Linked DNA regions of Sus scrofa: all the other regions are linked to region 3. The links are chromatin contacts, called in public Hi-C and HiChIP or PLAC-seq maps. All regions are on one chromosome and are shown on one strand. The core of a region is the stretch at or near the end of the contact, and the rest is flanking DNA. Distances in the headings are between cores, read along the strand shown.

The links. Hi-C and Micro-C count contacts between places; a contact is called where the count stands out from the background. HiChIP or PLAC-seq counts read pairs in DNA pulled down with a chosen protein or histone mark.
Region 1: a contact with region 3 is called in a Hi-C map of retroperitoneal adipose tissue, with 1.8 times the contacts expected there. The contact joins two enhancer-like sites. A contact is called at or near these places in 12 of 47 Hi-C or Micro-C datasets (alveolar macrophages, embryonic fibroblasts, epiblast stem cells and 6 more) and 2 of 2 datasets of contacts at active chromatin or transcription factors (alveolar macrophages and skeletal muscle).
Region 2: an H3K27ac HiChIP or PLAC-seq map of alveolar macrophages shows a contact between it and region 3. The contact joins two enhancer-like sites. A contact is called at or near these places in 1 of 47 Hi-C or Micro-C datasets (epiblast stem cells) and 1 of 2 datasets of contacts at active chromatin or transcription factors (alveolar macrophages).

The regions. Positions count from the first base shown.
Region 1 is chr1:164,717,827-164,721,385 of Sscrofa11.1, forward strand. The region is part of intron 3 of SMAD6 (mothers against decapentaplegic homolog 6); the gene reads left to right. Among named protein-coding and RNA genes, the nearest start is that of SMAD6, 67 kb to the left of the region's middle. Within about 2 kb of position 2,200, at least 19 of the 83 cell types and tissues checked have an H3K27ac peak or open chromatin away from gene starts, as enhancers often do. A contact at or near this core is called in embryonic fibroblasts and retroperitoneal adipose tissue, where this site is marked.
Region 2 is chr1:164,833,415-164,836,804 of Sscrofa11.1, forward strand. It overlaps LOC106509074 (a long non-coding RNA gene), which reads left to right. Exons shown (of 4, transcript XR_001306313.2): 2 at 875-1,074; 3 at 2,191-2,354. Among named protein-coding and RNA genes, the nearest start is that of SMAD3, 160 kb to the right of the region's middle. Within about 2 kb of position 1,632, at least 11 of the 83 cell types and tissues checked have an H3K27ac peak or open chromatin away from gene starts, as enhancers often do. A contact at or near this core is called in alveolar macrophages, where this site is marked.
Region 3 is chr1:164,579,369-164,583,064 of Sscrofa11.1, forward strand. No RefSeq gene overlaps it. Among named protein-coding and RNA genes, the nearest start is that of LCTL, 41 kb to the left of the region's middle. Within about 2 kb of position 1,718, at least 41 of the 83 cell types and tissues checked have an H3K27ac peak or open chromatin away from gene starts, as enhancers often do. A contact at or near this core is called in alveolar macrophages, embryonic fibroblasts and retroperitoneal adipose tissue, where this site is marked.

The DNA of each region.
Region 1 (3,559 bases), core at 950-3,449, 140 kb after region 3:
GGCCCCCCCAGGTGACATGCGCTTCCGCCGAGAGAGAAAACATGGGGCCTGGCTCATTTAGAAATACACCAAGGAGGCCATAAACATCCTGGGGTCCCCTGCTGCAGTTGATGCCTGAGGGGTTTCCACTCGGGGTGGGGCCTCTCCTCAGCTGCTCCCATGTGCAAATGCCCCAGTTGGCTGGGTCCCTTGGCCAAACGCCCTAGGAAACGCTGCTTCTTTCACATGGGCACAGAAATAACTGGGTGGCATGTTATGGAACCAAGGGCTACCACTCCTTCCCCGGGCGCCCACCGAAGGACCTGGGGGCAGGGGGGTGCTGGGGGCACAGCTGCCCAATGGCTTCCTTTCTAGATTCACAGAAAGGGGACACGGACAACTCTGGGATGCCTCAAACAATTCAGGCGGTCGGGAAAGGTTACTAGAAACCAAGTTGTGTGATCTTCGAATTCCATGGACTGTGATGCTAATGGATAATGTTTCCTGTTAGAGGTCATTCGGAGCTCTGCTTTAGTGAACAGATAAGAGCGATTTGTAATTGGTATGCCAGTTGTTTATACAGTGCTAGTAGGATAAACAGTTCTCCTGAACCTTATTTATATTTTGCATTTGTTTATCAAAACTTTTTTTCTTAACTTCAACCCAGCTGCTTTCGGAATTATTACAAACTCTGGATTTATGGGTCCTAATGAATAGGACTTTATGTATATGCACGACCATTTATCTTGGCGGTACGCATGTTTTAGCCAAGAGCCTCAGCACTTAGGATAAGGGAAGCCAAAAGTGTCCCTTGCTCCACAGAGTGTCGATGTTACAGGAGGACTTGGGGGACAGATTGTATCTGATCAAAAGCAGACAGGTTATGGAGTAGATAAAGCATGAGGTTTCAAAGAGCTTTCCTAGACTATACCCTCAGGAGCTGAGTCCCCAGAGCTTGACAGGGCCACTGCAAGGGAGCTTGGCCTACCATGGGGTAGGTACAGGGCCAGTGGAGCATGGAGGAGAGAAGGTGTCCGAAGGATACTTACTTGATAGCATTCCGACCACAACAGATGTTTATCCTTTTTATGACTTGATAGGTTCCCTCTATTGTTTTTGTCCTTCACCCATCTTACAGCTGACCTTTGACATTCATGCCGCTAGCATTGGCATCAACCCTTCAGCATTATTTCTAATCAGGAATGAATGGTCCTGCTTGGCCCAAGGGTTTGGCACTGGTCTCAGGACAACTGTACTCTGGTTTCACAACTGGACCTCACTGTCACGGGGGCTGTGTTTCACACCAAGGTTGGTCACCTTGTTCTCTGGATCCCCACATTTCTCGGCGTGTCTGTCCCTGCAAAGCCCTCCCAAAGATGTGACCCAGACAAAGAGGGGCTCACCCTTCCATCCTCTTCCTCACCCCCAGAGTCGCCCAAACCGCATGAATAAACCTGAACTTGACTGTAGCCTCGCCAGTCGTCCATTCACCCAGCTGCCTGTCATCCTTCTTCAGCCAGTGAGGACAAAGCGAGCAAATGAAATCAGAGGCAGCACCTTTCCCGGCCCAGCCTCTGGATTGCCTCTTTTAAGTCTTGGTGTCTCTTTTTCTGGCTAGTGAGAATTCTGAGAGAGGAGGGCTCACGGCCATCCCTTCCTATACACTCAGAGCAGCTTGTGTTTCAGGAGAATATAGCCCCATTTCATAGATGAGAAACCGAGGCATGCGGTGCTTTGACCGTGACAGTTGCACGCAGGTTGGGTTGGCCCTGCAGGATGGAATTGGGAAAGGACACTTCTGGGGGTTTGGGTTTTCTGCTGTTATTTTTAACTCTGGTTTTAAGCGTCCTTTCTGGCAGCTACGGCCACAAGATCGGGCTGGGATGTTGTGAGACGCTTGATGTAACGAAAAGGGCCTGGCCTGTGAGTTCCTGACCGAGGAGGAAGTGGTTAGGTGGCCAAGAATGCAACCTGCACCTCCCAGATTAATTAATAATTGAGCGCTGGCCCCCGGCCAGGCAGAGCCGCGAGAGATACAGTGAACCAAGAGCGGTTAACTACAGTGGGGGAAGGAAAAGTTTGACTTTGCCTGTGGCTAAAAGGGAAATTCACAATGGCTATGATTTATGGGCTGCATTACTTTGGATCCTCCTTAGTGGGCCCAACTTGGGCATGTGCTCCAGGAATGCAGACGCTGGCGGCCTGCAGGGCCATTTGTGCCCATGGGGAAGGGAGGAGGCAGGGGTGAGGGGCAGTGTGGCCGGCGCCAGCTTGGTGGAGGAGGTGCGGTGCGAGTCGCACTGGTAGGAGATGGCAGGGAGACGGCACCGACCGCCTGGTGGAACTAGTATAGGCTAGGAGTTGGGTGCCTAGCGTGTCACTTTCTGTGGGAGGGATGGAAAGAAGAGTGGGAGTGGAGTCTGCTAATTGGCTGTATGACCTCGAGCAGGGGGCTTAACCTCCCTGAATTTTCTCCTCTGTTAAGATTCTACCCACCTCCTAGGATTGTTCTTGGGGTTAAATGAGATGGGGTGTGTGGCTAGACAGTGCCCAATAGCAGCTAGATTCCCATAGGGTGACAGTGACCGCAGGATCATCACTTAGCAAAGCTCTGCTAAGGTTTGCTGGACCCTCACATGCCAGGTGTGTGCTGCTTGCTCAGGTAGACACACATGCGTATTTAGCCCCCCTCCCCAAGAGCCCCTTCAGGCTCCCCCATGATTCAGGAAAGGCGCTCCTTCCTCTCCATGTCATACAGGTCCCTGTGGCTGCAAAGAGCCCTCCAGAGGGGAAGGCAGTCCCTCAAGGCATCTGGGCACTGCCACCAGTTGGGTTCAACCCAGGTGTCTCCCTGGACCCCTTGTCTTTCCTAGAAGACATGAAGGATTACCAGCTGGATCATGGCACACAAGCCGTGTGCCCCTCTTGACTGAAACATTAGCCTTGAGACTAGAAGACCAAACAGAAGCACAGTTGGCTGTTGTGATGATCGCTCTCACATTATTGCTGTGTTAACTTTGAGTCGTGCGCTGTGTGCCCCTGTGTATCTGGACCCAAGCTTGGCTTCTTTCTGCTCTGGAAACCAGTCTTGGACTTGGGGTTGAGGCATGGGGCACAGGTCTGTGGGGCTTGTTCACCTGCTAGCCTCAAGGGTTGGATGGACTGCAGCCCCATATCAAATAAGCCAGCCCTTTCCAGACCTCTTGGAGCTTGGGTATGGACAGCTCAGAGTCAGCCGCACACAGTAGCACAGCCACAAACAGGGAGGGTTTGCAGGGGTGATCTTCTGCTAAGCCCTGGGTCATTCTGCAACATTTTTGCAGGAAAAGCTTAAATCTCATGTTACTGTGTTCTTAACAGCAAATATTAGTATTTAATTGTGGCTTAATGATCTCTCCAGTCAATATTAGCTTTTAGCTTCTTGTAAAAGCAATCCTGCTTGTTCTAGAAATGTATAAGAATCATGTAGGCAGCCCTCACTTTAAGAAAATCCAGTATGTAGGACTTTACATTCACTAAAGAGGCGTGGATTTTGGACCTCTGAGTTACAAAAGAATATTTTAAAGGGAAGGATTTAATA
Region 2 (3,390 bases), core at 382-2,881, 250 kb after region 3:
TGCTGTCTGAAGTCCAGCCTGTGCTGCAGAGAAGAGCTAGTGCCCTGAGCAGCCCGGAGAGATGTCTGGAAGCCTGCTAGATACTCACACGCCTAACCCATGATGAGCTTGGCATCCTGGCAGCAGCCTATAGTGTCACTGTCCTCACTCTTTCCCACCGCCCTTCCCAGCTCTGCTCTCCTATAGAACTTACTCTTAGTTGACACATATTTATAGGAAGTGGTGTGGTAGAAAGAGCATAGATCAGTCAGTAGCCCTGAAGCAAGTCTGTTAGTATATCTCTCTCCCTTCCCACCACTGGAAAATCGAGATAAAAATAAGTGTTCCAGGACTGAGGATTTCTTTCAGGACAGAGGATTGTTAAAATCACGTGCATGGAGTTCCCATTGTGACTCACCAGGTTAAGAACCTGACTAGTATCCATGAGGATGCGGGTTCAATCTCTGGCCTCGCTCAGTGGGTTAAGTATCCGATGTTGCTGTGAGCTGTGGTGTAGGTCACAGACACAGCTTTGATCTGGCGTTGCTGTGGCTGTGGCACAGGCTGGCAGCTGTAGCTCCGATTTGACCCCTAGCCTGGGAATGTCCATATGCCTCGGGTGAGGCACTAAAAAGCAAAAAAAAAAAAAAAAGAGTGTTCATGGTGTCCATTATAGAACACTGTGACATTTTGACATACTTAATTCTGTAATACAAAAGCACATTTATGGAAGAAAATAAAGTATATATCATGTCTGTCAGTGCCAGACAAACCAAGACCCTGCCCCAAGCCCGCACTATTGTTTTTTTGACTGCTTTAAAAAAACAGTATATGTTGAACTTAAAATCAAAAAAATGCTTCTCTTTAAATGGACTTTTTTTTTTTTTCTCAGCAGACTGGGGAAGTCTCAGCATATGTTGTTTGAAAGGAGGACACCCAGGTCAAACCCACCCCACAGTGCCAGTTTGAGAGCCCCTGAGCTGGAGATGGGAGATTGGTGTTCTAACCTCTGCCTGTCCAGTCACCTTGCTGTGTGACTTTGGACAAGTCACTTTCCTGTTCTGGGCTTCTGTTTCTCCTGGATGCAGCAAAGGGGTAAGGATATATTAGAGATCATCCGAGGTCCTTTTCAGTTCTGACCTTCAAGGTTATCTCGATTCCTGAATCTCAGTGTCACACTCAGTATCCCATGGAGCAGGGGCAGATTTGAATTCATCTTTTCCTCCAGTTGCCCATCTGTGCATCTGTTCCTGCCCTGTGGGAAATTGTACATGGGGGTCTTGGGCCAAGGAGAGGCTGTTTGTTCCCCTCACCGGAGACCCCATCTTCCCAGTCTAGGGCGGTAAGCCCCTAAACAATTGTCTGAAGGGGATCCAGGCTATTAAAGTCATTTACATAGTAATTAACAAGGTTCCATTAGCTGATTCCTGGAGCCAGAATACTCTGCCTCCATTTCCCTTCAGGGGTCCCGGTCCCGAGCGGGGACGAGGTTTGCTGGGGTTTGGCTGGTGGAGTAGTGAGGGGAGGAATTTTCTGTGCTCATGTGTCCCACCCCCACACCCAAGGAAGCGAAACAAGGACTGTGCCAGGGCCCCAGCTGGCTGGGTAATGAGGTCTGGGGCCAAGGGGCGTGTCAAGAGCACTTGGGGCCTGAAATTCCAGGAAGAAAGGCAACCACGAGTCTCATAGCCATGTGTCTGTTCTGCAGCCCAGGGCCTAGGGCCTGCAAGACTTCCTCTTTGAAGATGACGCAAAATTTCTCATGCCCTTCTGGGCCTCCTGATAACACATTGTGTTTGTGCCCACAGTAAGAGGCAAAGCTTCCCTGGTTATCACCCTGTGGAGCCTCTTAGTCACCCTGTGAGGCACACGTTATCTTCTCCATTGTGGGGATGTGGAAATCCATGCCCAGAGAGGTAGAGTGGGTGGCTTGGTGGAGGTCACACAGCTTGAAGTAGCAGAGGAACCTGGGTCCTCAGACACAGTCCAGCTCTTGCCACTTGGAAAACGGTTTCTAAACAGCTCTATGGGATCCCAGGGCAATCTCTGAGTGGTTTCCCCCCAGGATAAGGGGTTGGTGAAAGGACTGGCAACTCCACCCTGCATATCTCCCACTTTGACCAGGGCAGTTATTTCCATGTTGGACATCTAGGTGGGATTTTGTTTGGATTCCAGAGCTAGAAAAGCTTTTAAAAATCATTGCACTTTTAGGAAATCGTCCCAGGGAGGGACCTGTCACAGGGCCACTTCCTTGCACATCTCTGACATGCATGGAGACCCGTGGAGGCCAGCAGTGTGGCAGAATTGGCCCTCCGAGACGCTGGTCTGGGGTCCCAGATCCCTGGCCTTGGTCTCCCCATCAGGCTCCCTGTAGGGTAAGTATAGAACCCACTGCCTGTCCAGCCTCTGCTTCCTTCTCCCACCAAGCCTGGCTGGCCTGCTGTTCCCCTGCTCTGCCAGCCGCCTCCTTACTGCTCTGTAAGAGCTTCTGGTTGTCTCCATTGTATCTAAGACCAACCAAGAGAAAAGAGACAACAGAGAAAGGGCAATGATTCCGGGGTGCCCACAAGTTTTGTATGATCTTCCTACACTTCTTCACTTGGCAGATGTTTTTCTAGAGCTGAAAGAGCCAGCATCTGAGGATAAAAAGGAGCATGAGCCCGAGTCTGGCCCTCGGAGGGCTTCTGGGTAGACATGGCCCAGACTCATCATAGTGGTTCCCTGGAGAAGACAGGCTGGGTGTGGTGTTGGGGGGTGTTCCAGACCCCATGCGGGGCCAGCAGTGGGTGACTCCTGATGAGGGAAGCCTTCTCCTGATGATGGAGAAGCCTGAGCTATTTTGAAGGTGGAGGGAGTTGGCCCAGGGGAGCGGGAGGGAGGCGCTTTCTAGCTAGAGGAAGTGACATATGTGAGGGCTCAAGGCGAGAAAGGGCATTCGTGTAGCTTTGCCTAAGCATAGGATGCAAAGTGAGCAGATTTCCTGTCATGGCTCAGTGGTGATGAACCCAGCTAGTATCCATGAAGATACAGGTTCGATCGCTGGCCTCACTCAGTGGGTTAAGGATCTGGCATTGCCGTGAGCTATGATGTAGATCGAAGTTGTAGGTAGAAGATGTGGCTTGGATCCTGTGTTGCCATGGCTGTGGTATAGGCTGCAGCTGCAACACCGATTTGACCCCTGGCCTGGGAACTTCCATATGCTGTGGGTGTGGCCATACAATGGAAAAAAAAAAATGCAAAGTGGAGGAGTGGGGCCTGCAGAGGTGGGCGGCCATCAAGTCAAGGAGTGAGTGAAGGGGCCGAGACTCTCAGGCCTGCTGTTCTTCTCTTTCCTCTGTAGTTTCTTCCACAGGGCCCCATCCTCAGGCTACCCCTGAAGGGCCACTTAGGCTGTGGGTAGGGGCTAACAGG
Region 3 (3,696 bases), core at 468-2,967:
TATGACGATATCTCACATCTTAAGTCATTTCTACCCAAGACAGTTCTGTGAATTCCTCTTATTATCCCCATTTTTCAGATGAGCAGATGAGGACACTGACTCTTGGGCAGATTTACCAGGGGCTCCTGAGCTAGTAGGCGAATGGGATTTTAGCTTCTGGTAATTAATCCTGAGTCCTCTGCAGAGACTTCCAGAGCCAGGCAATGGAGGAGGCAATTTCTCAATAGAGAAAAGGAAAAGGCCTTGCTTTTTACATCTGTGCAGAACTCTTGCAAAAGCCTTGAGGCAGGTAAAATAGAAGCCACCAGAATAAAAACCCTTCAGATGTCTGCCCCTCTCTTGCACTCTCCATCATAAGAAAGTCCCTCATCCCATCTACCCTAAAACCCTCTGGCTGCAGTTCCTAGTCTTGCCTAGGCTGACTGCCCAGCTTTTCTGTATGGCACTGGAGTCCCAGTAATGGTCCTGGCTACCACCATTAGACTGATGACTTTGAGCCCATCACAACCTCTCCAAGCCTTAATTTCCCATCTTATAAATAGGGTTATTAATGAATGTCATGGCGGGAAGATTGCACTGGGTGCAGCCTGGAATAGCTGGCACAGCAAGCTTCTGAAATTGACTTCCATTCTTGCCTCCCTCTGAGAAGATGACGCTTTCCCCCTTTTCCTCCTGCTGGGACATGGCATCAGACAAAGAGGATGTAGTTCAATTCTGTGTGAAGAATCTTGGGCATCAGCTTCTGAGAGCTGAACTCAAAACCTGTCTTTCCCTTATACCTGATCAAGTACGTCACTGCTCTCAGCTGCAGTTTTCTCATCTGTAAAATGGGGATATAATACCAACCACCCAGAGAGAACTCCCATCCTTCACCTGGAGGTACTACCCACCAGAGGGGAGGGTCACGATCAGATGGATAACCTTGGAGAGGACAGTGCTTAACCCAGAGGAATGTCTCAAAGTTGGTGACATCTCGGAGGAGTGGGGAAGATGTTTCAGGGTGAGGTTTGGTGGGGGGAGGTTTCTAGCATCTTCTGAAGTCACATCCCCTACATTATTAGTTGTTCAGATAGAAAACCTGGTTCAGATATTCATAAAGGGAAACCAAGCTACTCCGAGAAGGAATACGGCTCCCAGGTCACAGAATGCCAAGGCAGGATGGGGACAGGGGCCTTAGCAGAGGAGTGGGCTGGCCCCTGGTGTCCTTCTAGTTTGCCTGCCCCAGTTCTTAATCCTGGTCAATACAACAGAAATTTTTTGAGCTTCTGCTATGTGCAGGTACTTTGCAGGATCAGGTGAATCATGAATCACACGTTAACTCTGTCTGCCCTTAAGAATCTTATAGTTGAGTCAAAAGAATTAATGAGATGTGAATAAGATATCTCCATGCATCCTTGTCTCACAGGCACCTTGCACAGAATGTGGTACATAGTAGGAGCCTAAGTACTTGTTCATTGAATATAACTAAACTACAAAGAAATTACAGTGAGGTGCAGACACTGGGTGAGGTGGTTTTCCAGAGGAAGGGTCATTTAAATTGGTCTTTGACAGCTGCCTAAGAGTCCTCCGCTCCTCCGTTGGCCCATTCATCCTTCATCAAGGCTGATGAAGACCTCAGCAGAGAAAAACTCCAGCTTCTCCTTGCTCCTGCTTACCAGCCCTCATCTGAACTCTGAGGAGTCTCCGGATGTGAGGAGGAAGTGGCTGGGCTGCGGAAGGCAGGCTCATTTCCAGTGTGGGGCCGGGCCGCCAGCCCCAGGTCCTGTTTACACAGCAAGGCAGACAGGCCGACAGGACTTGGCGGCAAATGCGCTTCTGCCTCTGAGAACAGAAGGGGCTGGCAGAGCCTGGCCAGGCCAAGCGCAGGGTGGCCTGTGCCAAGGGGAAAGTCAAATGTAAAGAGTGTTTCCTCCTGGTCAGGCGGCCCCAGACTTTTGTCTCCAGTCTGCAGGCAGTTCCTCCAGTGATTCATAATCAGCGGGAACTTATAAATAAACCCCACCTCGGCCTCACACCACAGCCTGGCCAGGACTTGGGCAGAAGTGAGGTGGGGGGTTGGGAAACAGGGAGGCTGAGGAGAGGCCCTGAGAAGGCTTGGGGGACCTCAGCAATGCTGGCGGCTGGGCAGGGGTACCTCTGGCTTCCTGTGTAGGGATTGCAGAGCTGTTGCCAGCAGTCACATTCCCCCGAGGAGCCGGGCATGGGGCCACTGGTCTGGAGCAAAGAATCCTAAGAGGCTGGGATTTTCATCAGCTCCCGGGGAGTGTGGTAGATGAAACTAGGTAGAATTTTGAAATAGTTGAGCTTTAAAACTTTTTTTTTGGATATGATTTAAAACTTATGGAAAAGTTGCAAAAAAAAAAAAAAAAAAAAAAACCTGTTGTATAACCTGTAGCCAGATTCATCAGTTGTTTACATTCTGTCCCATTTTGCTTCATCATTTTCTTCCTCCCATATTTTCTCTTTTTGGAAACATCTAAAAATAGGCTTCCAACTATGGAAAACAGTATGGAGTTTTCTCAAAGAACTAAAACTAGAACTACTGTATGACCCAGCCATTCCACTCCTGGGTATATATCTGAAAAAAACAAAAACACTAATTCAAGAGGATACACACACCCCAGCTTTCACTGCAGCACTATTCACAATAGCCAAGACATGGAAGCAATCTGAGTGTCCATTGACAGAGGAATGGATAAAGAAGATGTGATAAATGTATGTGATGGAATACTACTTAGCCATTAAAAAGAATGAAATATTGCCATTTGTAGCAACTTGGGTAGACTTAGAGATTATCATACTGAATGAAAAAAGTTAGACAGAGAAAGGCAAATACTATATGGTATCACTTATATGTGGAATCTACAAAATACAGCAAACTAGTGAACATAACAAAAAAGAAGCAGACTCATACACATAGAAAACTAGTGGCTACCAGTGATGGGGAGGGCAATAGAAAGATGGGAGGTGAGAGATACAAACTGTTGGGTGCAAGATAGCTTCAAGGCTGTACTGTACAACACAGGGAACACAGCAGGTGTTTTGTAATAACTATAAATGGAGTATAACCTACAAAGATTATATAAAAATTAAATAAAAATTATAAAGGTAGGCTTCCAGCATCACACCTCTATGCCCCCTATGCCTTCAGTGTACATTTCCTGAAACAGCCAATGTCTGGATTTCTGATCAGTTACTAGTGCATTATGTGGGAAGCTGTTCAAATCCTGCATCCTCCTCTGTGAGGTGGGCCTATGAGGACCCTTCGCCATGAGAGGATGAGAAGTAACAGTGGAAACATCTGCCTGAATAGCAATGATGGGCGTAGCTCATTATCACGTGCCAAGCAACCTGCACACATTATGTCATTTGACCTGTATGGAAGAAACAGGCTCAGTGACAGTGTGTAATTTGCCCAAGGTCACCCAACAAACTAAGCTTTCATGTACAAGGTAAGCATTGAACTAATCCTGGGGCCTGTCCTCTTCCCTGTTTGCTGTATGACTGTGATCAAGGGCTGGGATTCCTAGGCCTTGGTCCCGCCTTGTGCTGTGGGCACAGGGATCTCTGCAGGGTGTCGGGGCGGGGGCGGGGGGGATGCAAGATGCTTCTGCAAGCAGCCCAGCTCCCCAGATTCCTAGAAGAAGCATGTCTGTGTCAAGACCAGAATGGAAGTTTCTGGAGTAGACAAACAGC